Regions from separate parts of the Sus scrofa genome. Here regions 2 and 3 are each linked to region 1. The links are chromatin contacts, called in public Hi-C maps. All regions are on one chromosome and are shown on one strand. Each heading gives the region's core, a stretch centred on a gene start, on an enhancer-like site or on the middle of the called end of the contact. The rest is flanking DNA. Distances are from core to core; before and after follow the strand shown.

Region 1 (5,096 bases), core at 2,513-5,012:
CTCAAATTAGTGTAAAGAAAGATAAAGCAGTGTTGGGCATCAGAGGGTTTTGTGAAGTTTTAAGTGCTTTGTCTGGATCCATCAGAGACCACCTCCTCACTCTGCAGTGGAAGATGCTTATAATATCATTCTTGGTTAATGAAGGATGTAGAGGAGGAGAGGCAATGATGATTGTGCTAGTAAAGTCCTATTTGACTTGTTGAATGGAATAAGGTAGATAACTAGGTAGCTGAGTATATGTAGGATGAGAGATATTGAGGACAATATTTGGCTACTAAGTTAAAGCAAATTGGGCATTTCATAGCTGTTGTGGCTTTTCTTCTCCTTCTCCTACTTGACAGGTGGCTTAGAGCTGGGAAGAGGGAAGGTTGTAGGGGATACATTATTCTGCAATACATCCAAGCCATATAAAACCTTCTTCAAAGAGAATTACTTCTTGAATTAAAGACAAAAGTACAATTTTGGTTTTTTCCTTACCCAAAGGTTAGAAGTTGCTTCTGTTTCCTTATCTCTTCCCCCACTTCTACTCCATTACCGGAGTCTGGCTAGTGACTTTCTTTCTAATATACAAAGCCATCCAATAAAAATACTCAACTTTAGAAGTATAAGGGTGTATAGAGTGAGCAGAAGAGATAAGGGGAACTTCCTACTTTCCATTTCACCCACCTAGGCTTACTGAGCCTTAAAGCCAGATAGTCATGAATGTTTGTCAACATAGTACTTTGCATTCTGCTTTGTATTATGCTATTTTTACACATGTTTTTCTCATCCTTTGTAAATTCAAGCTACTTAACAGAGGGGCTAGATGTTAATTCCTCTTGTATTCTCCATGTCCACCTCACCTAGCAAAGGAGTGAACTTGAAAACATAAGTGCTGCCTCTTAAGTAATTCTTTTGCACCAAATACAGAGTTTGTTAACAAGCAGGTCATGGCAAAGATTGTGCAGTAAAACTGATTTCTGGTACAATGAATTTAAGTAGTTTTCATTAACATTTTATAGACATTTTTCTTCTATGAGAACAGTGAGTAAATAAAACATGCTAGTGTTTATTTTTGTTTAGTTACTTAAGAATTACATGAATTACATGTCAACCAAGCTTCATCTAGGTCCCTCTGAGTAACTGCTATAAAAAAATATTTAATTTTAAAAAAGGATAGTCTGGGAGTTCCCGTCGTGGCTCAGTGGTAATGAACCTGACTAGTATCCATAATGATGCAGTTCAATCCCTACCCTCGCTCACCAGGTTAAGGATCCGGTGTTGCCATGAGCTGTGGTATAGGTCACTGATGTGACTCAGATCTGGTGATGCTGTGGCTGTGGTGTAGGCTGGCAGGTGCAGCTCCAACTAGACCCCTAGCCTGGGAACTTCCATACGTTACAGGGTGCGGCCTAAAAAGACCAAAAAAAAAAAAAAAAAAAAAAAAAGATAGGCTACCTGTTAGTCCTGGGAAAATAACAATTTCCCCAGTACATACATTTAACACAAATTTCAAATTTCAAACATTCTCTGTTTAAGGCTCTATAACATGTATAAGCAAAGGGAATAAAGAAAGAAATAAGAATTAAACTCTGCAATCAAAGGACTTACCATCTAGGAGAAGAGATGAACGTAAAATTAACCACAGTGCTATGAAGTAGTTTTAAATAAACTGCAATGTGGCAATTGAGCTGAGGCTTTAAGCACTTGGAGATGTTTTCCAATTACCTGTTCCAAGATGACAATTTGGAAAATACAGAAAAGCAAAAGAAAGTTATAAAAAAAAAGTACATGTAATTCTCCCAAGAGAGAACCACTATTATCATTTTAATATGTTTTTTCCTACACACTTTTTGTTTTTGCTTTTTAAATTTCCTTAAAGCAATACATGCATATGGGAAACAAAAATTCAGAGTGTATAATAAAGCGTACAGAGTATATAGACAGGTTTGCTCACCAAAGGTATGTCAAAAATAAATTTCTAGAGAGTTCCTGTTGTGACTCAGCAGAAACTACTCTGACTAGTATCCATGAGGACACAAATTCAATCCCTGGCCTCACTCAGGGGTTAAGGATCCCGCATTGCCATGAGCTGTGGTGCAGGTCACAGACAGAGCTCAGATCTGGCGTTGTTGTGGCTGTGGTGTAAACTGGCAACTACAACTCCGACTTGACCTCTAGCCTGGGAATCTCCACATGCCGCTGGTGCGGCCCTAAAAGACAAAAAATAAAATAAAATAAAATAAATTTCTAGGCCCAAAATGGAGTCGCTTCTGTTGGAAGTGTCATATTAGCAAAATTCATCTTTATGTTCCTGTAAAGGCTCAGCTTGACCAGATCTGCAGTATATCCGGTTAGCCAATCCCCAAATGCCATACTTTTAGGCTCTGTACTTATTTCCTGGTTCCCTAATCTTACTAAATAAGGTCAGATACACAACCCCAGCTGATCATACCGATTACCTTGCTGCTTCTAATGCTGTATAAAACGTACTCTTGCCCCAACTCCCTGGGGAAGTGTGCTCCACTGCTTGTGAGTCACTGTACTCTTCCAACCATGGACTGCTCTCCCTAAGTAAATGACATTCAACTTGTTACTAAATGGCCTTTTTTTTTTTTTTTTCCATTTGATAGGTAACAAGTAATTTCCTTGTGAATCTCTCTGGAATTCAGACATAATTCAAAATTAATGCATAAAACTGTATTCACATATACATATATTCCATAAGATGTATACAGATGGTATCACATTATCTAGATAGTATTCTGCATCTTGCTTTCTCTAACTGTACAGAGAAATATCCTTCATTCCTAGCATAGCTGGACCTATCCCACTGTGTGCATGGCTGCTATAATATAACCAGCGGGACTGGCAGGCGATGCCTGGAGCCAGAAGGTGGGAGACTAGCTATTTCAGATGAGGGGAAGAAGGGAGCAGATTTGGGGGACGAGCAGGGGGTAGGATTAGATGGGCAAGCCAATTCTGGTTGGCATGTAGGGTATTCGTGAAATGATTTGGGGCCAGAGGATGGGTGCTGTAATACTTCAGGCCAACATTTTAGACTTTCTTTACCTTTTGCAGTGGAGAGGAATAAGGAAGTCAGCTGTTTTGGGTGAGATACAGGTTGTCTAAAGAAGGGCTTGACAGGTTAAGTGTTGTCCAAATGGGAGCTCTAAGGTTGGAGTTTTGCAGGATTGGTTACTTTTCTAGTCCTTGGTGCTCCCTCCCAATTCTAAGAAAAGTGTTTTCTTTATCCACACAGCAGTATAGAGGATTCATTCGGAGATTCCTGCTTCCCTTTACCTAGGCCCGGAGCTAGGGCACATCCTTTGAGCCGCTACCAAACAAAATCCCGCAATCCTTCCCCGCCCCCGCGCCGCCGGAATTCCGAGATCCCGGCGGGCCTTCTACCAGGTTCTCTAAGGAGCAGTGATAGGATCCCGTAGCCGCCAATCACAACCTCCCGGATACCCGGATATGAAGTGGTGCGCGGTACAAAGGCAGGTTTCCACCTACCGCTTCGTCAGTTACAGTGGCCAATAAGCATTTCTCAGGTGATAAATGACAGGAAAAATAACCAGTTACAAACTAATTTCGCTCACGCATGTGGAAATTCTCTTGCTTAGTCTAACCCACCACTGATTGTGATTGGACAGAATTGTGAAGAGCGGTAGAACTGTCTAATTAGAAGCGGGAGCGAGAAAAAGCTCAGCCAATAGGAAGAGTCCTAGAAGTGGGGCGGGGACTAGGCCTTCGCCTCGGCGGCAGAGGAGACTCGGGGGCCATTTTGTGAAGAGGCGAAGACTGAGCGGTTGCGGCGGTGTTGCCGACCTCGAGCAGCAGTCCGCTTCTCCACGTAGAACCCGGGAGTAGGAGATTCAGAATCGAATCTCTTCTCCCTCCCCCCTCCTGGTAAGTGGAGGGGGTGGAAGCAGGGGAGTCGCTGGGTTCCTTGGGGAGCGCGAGGGGGTGTGGGAGAAGACGGGGGAACCCTCCTCTCGGTAGAGTAAGCAGGCCCCCGTTTATTCTATTTGCACGGGGGGATTAGATCTTATGCAAGAGAGTTTTATAGGCCTCAGCCCTTGCGTGGATTTTTAACCTAATGTCCTCTAGGCCAGGATCGGCAGGGAGAATGTCCTTTTTCTTCTTCTCGCTCTCCTGTGTTAACGGCTGCTGTCCTTTCATTTTCTATGACCATGAGGTCTCTAAGAGAGATCATGAAAGGGAAGATCGAAATGCTCATTAGTATAGTCCTGTAAATTTAAAAATTGAGCGGGGGATGGGAAGGGTTATCAAGCAGATATTTATTGTACCGCAAGCCTCTAAATTCTGGAGCGTACCACAGGGTATAGTAATAAATATAACAATAGGTTTAATATTTTACCGGTTAGTTTTTGTTTCACTCCTCCCTGAGCAAATGATGGACTTCGACGTAGTTATTTTCAATTCTATTTTTTAAATTGTAATCTCATTTACATATTAACAGTAATAATGAAAGCTGGCTTTTTATCTACAGGTTACAAATCACTTGAAATATATAAGTTAGTGGAGCTTGCTTGAGGTAGGTATTACTGTCTTTCTCAGATAGAAACCGCAGCATGAGAGTGTGGATTGCCAGGGTCGTATTAAATCAGTAGCAGGAGTAGTAAGGAATTTGGCCACTAGGTTAAATTAAATGGCTTTTCCTACCTCTTGATGTGGTAGATACTAACATACTGTATTTGAATCTTTACAAGAACGTAATTACAGCAACCACTAGCGGTAATTGGAAATTCCCAAACTGCCCTTGGGAAAAATATTAAATTATGAGAATTACATATACTATTGTTGTAACTTCCTAAGACAATAAAGTTTGACTTTCAGGGTATTCTGGCATGCATTTTACAGATCATCCAAACGTTGACCAAAAAAAATGCGTGCCTGTATGCTTTTTATTAAGTAGGTATTATAGTGCTTATTATTTGCTAGGTTCTGAAGCATTCAAGTTTTTTCCTAAACTTGCAAAAATTATGTGGGTTTTTTAGTAGTATCACATTCGCATATCAGATCCTTTTTTTAATTCTTGTGTAAGATTTAGGTGATTTTATTTTTCATAACGTGTTGCTTTCACAAAAGCT
Region 2 (4,921 bases), core at 1,263-3,762, 190 kb after region 1:
GCATTCCCTGCCCCCCCCCTCCGCCTTGTTTTCCAACTTCTCAGGGAGCAGCCGGAGAGCAGGCGTCGGGACACAGCAAAGAGAGGAGGTACCAGGACCTTGGGCGCCCCAGAGCTGGAACTCCTGGGCCCTCCACCCCCCGCCCCACCCCACCGTACCCCACCCCACCCCTCAGTCCGTACAGTCACACTTTCCCCTCCCAGCGAGCGAGACCTCCGCCTCCTCAGCAGCAATCCCTCCTTAACCTAGCTCTGTTTCCGGGCGGGTGGAGTCGAAATCATGGGTGCCAGCACCCTGGATTCGTCTCACTTCTACCCGTGCCCACCACTGAGTCTGGGGGCGAAGGAAGGCGCCAGGGTGCCACAGGCAGACTCAGGGCACCGGTGGGGGCAGTGTTGAGAGGAGGCGTGGGGATCCCCCTCCAGACTTAGGGATCCCCGCACACCCTACAGCAGCTGCGTTGCAGGGCGGGGGGGGCGGATGTTATGGGGAGCGCGGGAGGAGCTTGGAAGCACCCAGCAGATTGCTTTCTTCGGAGCGTCCCTCGGGCCCCCAGCACAGTCCCTCCCTGGGCAGCAGGCAGCCTCGGGCGGGGTGGGAGGGCGTGTTTACAGGGGGTCTGGGGCGGATCCGCGGGGAGCTGGCGGCCCGTGGGCGGGCTGGGGCGGGCAGGGGGCGGGTCTGTGGGGAGCCCAAGCCGGGGCGGGCCAGAGAGTCAAAGGCAAGTGAAGGTGGAAGCGGCCGCTGCGGCAGCAGGTAGGGGGAAGGGCCTGCGAGGGGCCTCGGGGCCTGGCTGGCGCCAGCGGGGGCCTTGGGACAGTTTGATCCCAATCCCTTGGAGCTGACGGCTCATGGGAAGGGGCCCGCGAGGAGGGCCGCTGGGCCACTGCGCACAAAGGCGGAGGCTCCGCGGGCTGCAGGGCGTGTTTGGGGCGTGCGCGAGACTGTGTCCAGGGTACAGGGCGCTCAGCGCCAGGCGCGCGAGCGTGTCAGTCCCCACGCGGACGAGCACGGAAGGAACAGGTCCCTGAGGCTGGGCCCAGGCAGTCCCATCCGACCTGCCCATCCCTTCCCAGCTGGTGCTCGACCCTTGTGGGTCGTTGGGGGAGGCTGGGAAAAGATTGTGGGAATATCCCTCCCCCCACACCCCCTTAAACTAAACTGGTGGGACCCACACCGAGACTGGGCGGAGGAGAAAAGCGACGGCATAAGGTTTAAACAAACAAACAAAAATTTTAATGGTGGAACCAGTCGTGCTCTGCTACCCTCATTTTGCTTGAGAGCTGTCAAAACTTGGGGATCCCCTAGTCCAGACTAGTTTGCAAATAAGAAATTGAAGGCAAGAACAGTGACAGATTGAGCCAAGGTCACACTGGTAGAGGCAGAGCCGGGACTAGAATCCAGAGGTTCTGACACTAGCCATGCTCTTTCCTCCACATCAGCACTTCCTTTTCTCCTCCCCGCCCCCCAAACCCTTCCAGCCTGAACTGATACCTGCTCTCTGTGTTGCCCCGTAGGCCCCTCCAGCCTGTATTGATTCTAGTGGAAGCCTAGAGAAGGCTTGTTCACTGGACTCAGGGGTACAGATTAGGGCAGGTTAGTGACCGGGCAAGGGTTGGTGACCCAGTCGTCCAGATCTTGGCTTTCTGTCCCTAAAAGACCCAGAGTCTGTCTCCCATGTCATTCACCTCATTGCCTTGTTTTCTCAGACCCCTGAGCCAGGAGGAGTGAGAACCCTGACCCCTAACCCCACTGCGTCCAGCCAATAGGAGTCCAGTAAGTGACCCCACCCCCAGGCTGCAGGCCCTTCACTGTGCTGGTCTGCACAGGTGCTCCCCTCCTAACCCGGCAACCGCCAAAAATTGAACATATGTTAACTTCTTTGCAGTCAAGAGGAAGCATCTTGGGAGGAAGGGAGGCATTGGATCAGCTGGACACAGATGTACCTTGTCCTACTTTTCTTGTCTTCCCCCCTCCCCCTCTTGATCATGTTTCTCAGATCATTTTTAGCCCCTCTCCTTTGAGCTGCTGACCTTGGGACTTTAGTTGAAGGTCACATTCAATGGTGAACTTTTACTACTCATCCCTTAGTATCTTTAGAGTACCCAGTCACTGAGCCACTATTTTCACCCCCTACCAAACTAGAAGTATGGGGTGGCCCCTAAATATAGTCTGAAAACCCACACACACAGCTGCATTGCTGCTCAACCCCCATTACTTCCATCCAGGATGGGGGGGAGGCTCGGGAGGTGTGGGTGTTGAGGGGTGCTGGGGATGGCCAATCTGAGGGGAAGTGGTACCCTGATTTCTCTTCCACAAGCCCTCTCCCCCAGCAGCCTGGTTCCAGCGCTGGGGGCAGGCAAGGCTCTTGGTGTGTCCTGGAGAGGTCCTTGGCTCCCGGGGCCCTCTGCACACTGCTTTGTCCAGTGCTGAGAGAGGAAGCCAGGCGTTGGAGGAGGTGTGGCAGTGTGGGGGCAGCCTCTGCAGTCTCCGTGTTTCCTCACCCTGCCAGGCCACCATGGCGGAGCTGCAGGAGGTGCAGATCACGGAGGAGAAACCGCTGTTGCCAGGGCAGACACCCGAGGTGGCCAAGGTTATCCGAGACCCTCTGACTCCCAGGCCTGAATTCCAGAACTCCAGGCATCCCCCCACTTCTTGCCTTCCCAAATTCATGACCTCATTCTAACCCACACCCCTACTTTCTCCACATCTACCTGTGTTTCTCTCCCCATACACCACACCGAGAGCCCAGGCTTTTGTCCTGTCACTACACTAACTTTCATCCTTTCCATGTCTCTTTTTGTCAACCTCTTTCTGTCTTTGGTCTCTTTTGGTCTCTCTACCTACCTTTCTTTATCTGTATCTGTCTCTCCGTCTGTGACCCTACGTGGCTGTGTGTCTCTGTGTGTATCTGTGTGTCTCTCTCCAGGAGGCTGAGTTAGCTGCCCGAATCCTCCTGGACCAGGGACAGGTAACCAGCTTGGGGCAGCCCCAGGTGGGAGGAGGGGCTCTCCCCAGGAAGGAGAGGGCCCCTACCCGGCTCTTGGCTTTTCCATCTCTCCGCTTCCTCTCCTTTTCCAGTCCTCTCCTGTCCCCGTCGCTCCCCTTCCCTTCCTTTCTCCTCCCTACGCAGAGTTCCCTGATGCTCTCCAATCTTTCATTATGCTTTTCCACCCTCAAAATCATCCTCCAGTGTCAAACTAAATTCTTGCTGATGCTATTTCTAAATCTTGGGTCCCATCGCCTCTCTTTGCCCCTCCCCCACCTTAAAGCCCCAACTTTTGTGGAGGTTCCTCTTCTGCCTCTTTTCTTCTCAGCCTAAATCCTACCTGATGGTGACCTCTTTTCCTGCAGACTCACAGTGTGGAGACACCTTATGGCTCTGTCACTTTTACTGTCTATGGCACCCCCAAGCCCAAACGCCCAGCGATACTCACCTACCATGATGTGGGACTCAACTGTAAGGGCCTTCACCTTCCCCTTCCATTTCTTTCTGGGAAGAGGCCTGGAGGGGGGCACGGTTAACCCTGATGTGAAAAAAAAAAAAAACAAAAAAAAAACAAAAAAAACTAAAGCAAACAACCCTGGTGTGAGAAGAAGGGTCAGGAAGGGAGCCACGTGGCATGTCAAGTTCTCTCCTAGTCTGACTGTGGCGGGAGAGAAAGAGGGTGGGTTGTGACTTGGGGACATTTCTCCTGTCTGATTCTACTATTGGGGTCATGGGGATTCTCTTTAGATAAATCCTGTTTCCAGCCGCTGTTTCAGTTTGGGGATATGCAAGAAATCATTCAGAACTTTGTGCGGGTCCATGTGGATGCCCCTGGGATGGAAGAGGGGGCTCCCGTGTTCCCTTTGGGGTGAGAACTAGCTCCTTCCCTCCTCTTCAGACTGTGAGGCGCACGACAGGTGTGACCTGGGGGTTGGACCAGGGGAGGAGGGAAGGGCGTGGTGGTGATTCTGGGAGAGGATGAAGAGGACACTGAGGTGGGGGCCTGGGGGCAGGTTGGTATTTTCCTTAACATTGCTTTCCTCCCCAGATATCAGTACCCGTCTCTGGACCAGCTTGCAGACATGATCCCGTGCATCCTACAGTACTTAAAGTGAGAGGCTCGGGGGCCCCTCCAAGCCAGAGTTCTCTCTCTAGCACAGGGTGGCCCTTAGAACTCCTGTGCCCACCCAGGCTCTGGGTGAATTCTGTCTGGCCTAGATATACCCTCCCTCCTCCATGCCCCCACCTGATTGTCAGAGGAAGCAGGTGGATTTGGAAAACACTTGAGTCAGCGGAGTAGCCCTAAGGGACAGAGGAGAGGAAGAGGAAGCTGGGTGCATGGCCCTGCCTTAGGCTGAGGAGGGACTTCTCTGATCTGGAAGCTAGAGAAGAGGAGGGGGGCGACATGGTCCGGGAGGAACCAGACAGACCTGTCTTTCCCTCCCACTCCCTCTGCCTCCTCCAAACACACACCTGGTGCACTGGGTGCCCGCCCTGCATCTAAGAGGAGTGGGAGAAGGAAGAGAAAACTGGGTGAGGCCTCGGTTGTGCACACTGAGTGTTGCACGATGCCTGTGCTCTGTCTTTGGCTTGGCTTTTTCTGGGCACCGGGGCCCTGGGCAGCTCTGGTTCACCTCTTTGGCTCTCTTCCCCACTATGCTTCCTGTTGTTCACTGAAGTTGTATCTGTTTTTAACATCTTGCTTCAAGTTCCCTTCTTCCCAGTTCCTCTAGAGGAATCAGGAACTAAAAGAGAACAAGTTGAACTAGCTCCTGAAAGTTGAGAATGGACAAAGAACTATGTAGGAAACAGTGTCTGATTGGTCAGCGGATGGATATTCATTTTCGGGACACTCACTCTCCTAGAGGGAGCTGGGGAAAGACTTTGGGGACCTACACGGACCACCAGCGTCCATTTTTAGCTTCTTGGCAC
Region 3 (4,597 bases), core at 1,023-3,522, 200 kb before region 1:
CAATTTGATATTTTGGAGTATATCTTTTTTTTTGTTTTTTTGTTTGTTTTTGTTTTTGTTTTACTTGTCTAGGGCTGCACCCACGGCATATGGAGGTTCCCAGACTAGGGGTCAAGTCAGAGCTGTAGCTGCCGGGCTACACCAAAGCCAGCAACGCAGGATCGGAGCCAAGTCTGCAACCTACACCACAGCTCATGGCAAGGCCAGATTGTTAACCCACTGAGCAAGGCTAGGGATGGAACCCGCAACCTAATGGTTCCTGGTCAGATTCATTAACCACTGAGCCACAATGGGAACTCCTAGAGTATATCTTTTTGATCTGAATCTGACATCCAGTTGTATCATGCAAAGCACTAATAACCTCCTATACTCAACTATTTTACCAATTTTAAGGGAGGCATGAGAAGCATGAATTAAACAGTCGTGAAGAATTATAGAAAGTGGATCTCTCACCCTCATGTGAAGAATGGTAGTTATACGGTAATATGGGTGTTTGGTTTTTGAAGACCAGAGCCATTGGAAATCATACCATATATAGCAGTCTAAAGCATTACTATTTATAGATCATTGCAGAGAGCAGTCATCCCCTTCCCTCTTTCTATAATGCCTATTAATTGGTTCCTTTGCTAGTTTTATTTTGTACCCTTTGTAAGCAGAAGGGTAAGTTCTCACTCCAGAAACTTAGTAATTAAGGTCACATCTGTATATGCATTTACAGACAAACACATTGTTCTGGTAAGTTCTAATACTGACATCAAATTTGATAAAAGAATAGCAGCAGCCGAGGAACAATTTGGCCAACAGATTTTGCTGTTACACAGAGAAATGTATTTGGCCAAATGTCAATCACCTTGGTGATAAAATACTGACACAGATGTCTCCTAAGGTGTCTGAGCTTCTGCCACGTGTGACCATGCAAATGTTACTCCTTGAGAAATTCCTTTAGTAATTTGGAAAGACTCCCTTCGAGAATTCAAAAAAGAAAAGCTGGAATTCCTGTCTGGTTAGGGGTAACGAGTCTGACTAGCATCCATGAGAATGCAGGTAAAATCCCCAGCCCCCCAGGGTGGGTTAGGATCCCACCTTGCTATGAACTGTGGTGTATGTCACAGAGGCTGCTTAAATCCCACATTGCTGTGGCTGTGGAGTAGGACAGTGGCAACAGCTCCAATTCCACCCCTAGCCTGGGGAGCCTCCATATGCTGCGGATGTGGCCCTAAAAAAAGAAAGGACAAAAACAAAACAAAACAAAAAGTTCTTGTAGCTAGTTGCAATACCAGTAGAGATTTAGACTAGAAAACACAGGAGAATCTTATTGAAGGCAAGAGAATTTCACCTACAATAAAATTATTTCCTTTTCAATTTAAACGCAGTTTTTAGGAAATTACTTTCTGAAGCCAATGTTTCTAAGGCTAACTCCTAACACGCCTCCTCTTGCATATAATTTCACCTCTAAGACTTCTATCATTTGCTCTGTCTATATTCATGGGTAGTTTGTGTGTATTGATGAACTGAGTTTTTTTTTAAAAAGTTAAAATTCTTCCCTAAATTCTGTACATCTTCCATGGACTAGCGGTACTCTGTACTGACAAAGTCAGAGCACTGGACAACTTGCAAGAGAAACATAAGGATTAGAAGCATCTAGAATAGATGCATCACCTATGTTGGTCTTAAGTGGATATACTGAGGAGTAAGGTGTCTCTAAAGGATTATCCCAGGAACTCGGAAAATCCACTCATTCCAAGAATTCATTTTTGCTTCTTTGATTTGGTTAAGGTGGCTAGATTTGGTTAGGATCTTTCACTTGTATGACGGGGGTGGGGGGGTGGGGGTTGCTTCCGGGCACATTCAGCATTATTCCAGGCTTTCTCCCCATCGTGACTAAGGGGTACTCCGATTATACAAAGGAGTGTACATTGGGGTTGTATCTAAATAGTCCGATAGAACTATTAGAACAGAGACTTCAAATTCCTTAAGCACGCCTTCTTCCTCCCGGCCCCAAAGCACCAGCCGGATCCAAGATGGCTTCCTAGAGCCAGGTAACTAAATGTTATTTTAGTTTAGAGCGCCCCCAACGCCGGGGGTCAAGAAAAGAAGCCGAGAGATCTCAACGCCACAGAACTGACCCGTCAGAAGCAAGCTACCGCCAGATTTTATTTTCAATCAGGCATATCTGCGGTTGCCTCAGCCTTTTAGGACCTCCCACCCCAAGAGACTTCCTGGATGGCACTCACTCTACCCTGCTGGAGGAGGCCGGCCGTCGGCCCTGCCATTGGTGGATGGGAGCGTAGGTGGGCGGGCCCAAGGGAGAATGGACTACTAGCAAGCTAGATTGAAGCGAGGGCTGACCATGCTCCGCCGGAAGGCGCCTTGTTCTCAGAAAGGGTGAGTTGAAACGCTGGCTGGAAAGGAGGTACCAGGACTTGTTCAGGTAGGCTTTCCGCTCACGCCCGCCGCTTAGTGCTGGTCCAAGAGTCTTTGCAAACGCTGAGGCTCTTAGAATTGGTTTCCATAACTCATCCTCCTCCTCGCTCCCCCCGCCCCCTGCCCGTCCCCCAGTTGTGAGGAATCAGGTGCTGGGTGATGCTCTGGACTGAACCATTCTCCTTTGTGAGAGGCTGGGGGAGAGGGCGGCTGCCAGGCCCGGGGCCCGAGCCGGGCCGAGCCGCGAACCCGGCTGCTCTGAGCCCTGTGGAGTTTTCAAGGCTTGTCATTGCATTATTGAGCTTCGTGTAGATTTGAGACAGCTCCTTGTTCTCCTTGCTCCTTCCGTGGAGGGAAAACTCCCCGGCTCCTTTTGGTTACTCCATACTTTGGGCTCAGAAGTGGGAGGTTAGGGTTTTTTCCTTTTTTTTTTTTTTTCTGCTTGTTTTTTGCCTTTTAGTAATAAAGGTGGATAGGAAAGCATGGGGTGAACGTGGGCAGATTGGTTTACGTTATTAGATGTAATTTCTGTGGATCTTTGGGAGATCAGAGCAGGCTCTTGGACAGTGTTTAGAGATGGGGAAGAGAGAGGAACTCAAGCCTTGCATCTCCATTGACAGGTCTGCAGAGCTCAGTGGTTTTTCTGTTGCATTATGTAAACTCTTCACTAGCAGGAGATACCTCCCCCTGCCTCGGAGTGAATGCAATTTTTTATTTTCCGTCTCCTCTGTCGCAGGAAATTTCCCTGCCATTGCAGCAGCTGTGCACATGTAGCAGTTCCTACCTTTTAAGGAGCAGTCCCGAAATGATTAAGGCCTTTAAGGACGAGGTGAATAGTGGTGTGTTGATATTTAGTGGACCAATCTCTTTTGACTCTTTACGCTCAGTGACTGAGCATAGTGAGCCAGAAGTCGAAGACATGGCACTCCGTGTCTTTTTCTCTTAAAGAATAGACATGGTGGAACGCCCCAAACACCAAAGGTCCTGCATTTTCTGCATTGTCTGTGTCTGCTGCATCCTACCATCACACTAGCATCCACAGACTGTTTACTCTTCATCTTGTTCTAAACCTCTTCATCTTGTTCAATTGGGGATTCTCTGACAAGGGTATCTGTAACATCTGATGAGGTCCTATCTGGTGTGGGGTACTAGAAGGTGAGTTTGTGATTTGAATAATGTTAGTTAATTAGGTAATGTCTTCTGCTTAGGAATTTCTTTTGTATTAGTCACCAAATAAATTTCAGAACAAACTGTGGTCAACCTCTTAGGGCCAAAATGTGGGAAGCTTCTCATTCCAAGTATTTTGGATTATCCCACCCCTTAAAAGAAAAGAAGAGCTATAGAAAGGAAAAACAACATTTTCCATTTAGGAAGACCAGTCACAAGAATGGTATGCTGGTGGGTCTTCAAGGCAAGATGAAGGACATTGGCCAAAGAGAGGGTAACTGTGTATGGGAGAGGTAGGCATGGGGGGAGGTTTAAAACTGAAGTAGCAAAGGAGTAATGGATTGGGATAAGAGATGATGGAGCAATGCTTGGGGACTCGCAGCGTTCTTGCCTTTCCCATATTTGATCTGTCCTGTGCATTTGGCCTTTTGAGTGTGTCGTTTCCCAAATTGACAAAATTGATTTAGACACGGATAGAAAATGATAGAAATAGAAATCTGCTGAGCTGATCTGATCTGGTTGTGAACCACCATAAAACACAAATTTCCCAGGACAGCCTTCTCTGCCGCACCCATTGGGTCATGGGTAGCAGAATCTTGGCATTGTGGTAACCACCACTGTAGTTTGGTTTGTAACAGGAAAATTTGCCGTTTCATGTGTAGGGTCAAGTTTCTGATAGGTAAGGTAGGGTGGTGAAGGGGTTCAATCTTTAAAAGAAACCATTGCACACGTGTCCTTAGAAAAGGATGCCATTCGAGGGGGGCAAAGCTACCACTTAAGATTAATTTGTGAGTGCCAGGTACTGTGCTTGCTTACTGAAAGAATGGAATTTGATATTCTCATCTGTGGAAGGACTGTAACATTTTCATAGCAGCCAGCTGAATGCTAAACGCTTTGAAGATATTTGTCCACAGTCCTGAAAGGCTTAAGCTATGCTCTGAGCTTACGCTGAGCCTAATACCCAAAGGATGACACATATTTTTCTGAACCCTCTACTCTCAACCCC

Evidence for each region. A called contact is a pair of places that touch in the nucleus more often than the background predicts.
Region 2: a Hi-C map of liver shows a contact between it and region 1, with 5 times the contacts expected there. The contact joins the promoter of NDRG2 here to the promoter of HNRNPC in region 1. A contact is called at or near these places in 2 of 47 Hi-C or Micro-C datasets (liver and skeletal muscle).
Region 3: a contact with region 1 is called in a Hi-C map of liver, with 5 times the contacts expected there. The contact joins the promoter of CHD8 here to the promoter of HNRNPC in region 1. A contact is called at or near these places in 3 of 47 Hi-C or Micro-C datasets (heart right ventricle, liver and skeletal muscle) and 1 of 2 datasets of contacts at active chromatin or transcription factors (alveolar macrophages).

What each region holds. Positions count from the first base shown.
Region 1 is chr7:77,917,383-77,922,478 of Sscrofa11.1, forward strand. It overlaps HNRNPC (heterogeneous nuclear ribonucleoprotein C (C1/C2)), which reads left to right and starts at 3,763. Exons shown (of 8, transcript NM_001243694.1): 1 at 3,763-3,891.
Region 2 is chr7:78,111,860-78,116,780 of Sscrofa11.1, forward strand. NDRG2 (NDRG family member 2) reads left to right here and starts at 2,513. Exons shown (of 14, transcript NM_001078683.1): 1 at 2,513-2,593; 2 at 3,355-3,460; 3 at 3,737-3,857; 4 at 4,038-4,100. The coding sequence starts at 2,519.
Region 3 is chr7:77,717,204-77,721,800 of Sscrofa11.1, forward strand. CHD8 (chromodomain-helicase-DNA-binding protein 8) reads left to right here and starts at 2,273. Exons shown (of 37, transcript XM_021099301.1): 1 at 2,273-2,385. It overlaps RAB2B (ras-related protein Rab-2B), which reads left to right. Exons shown (of 8, transcript XM_013978245.2): 8 at 1-8.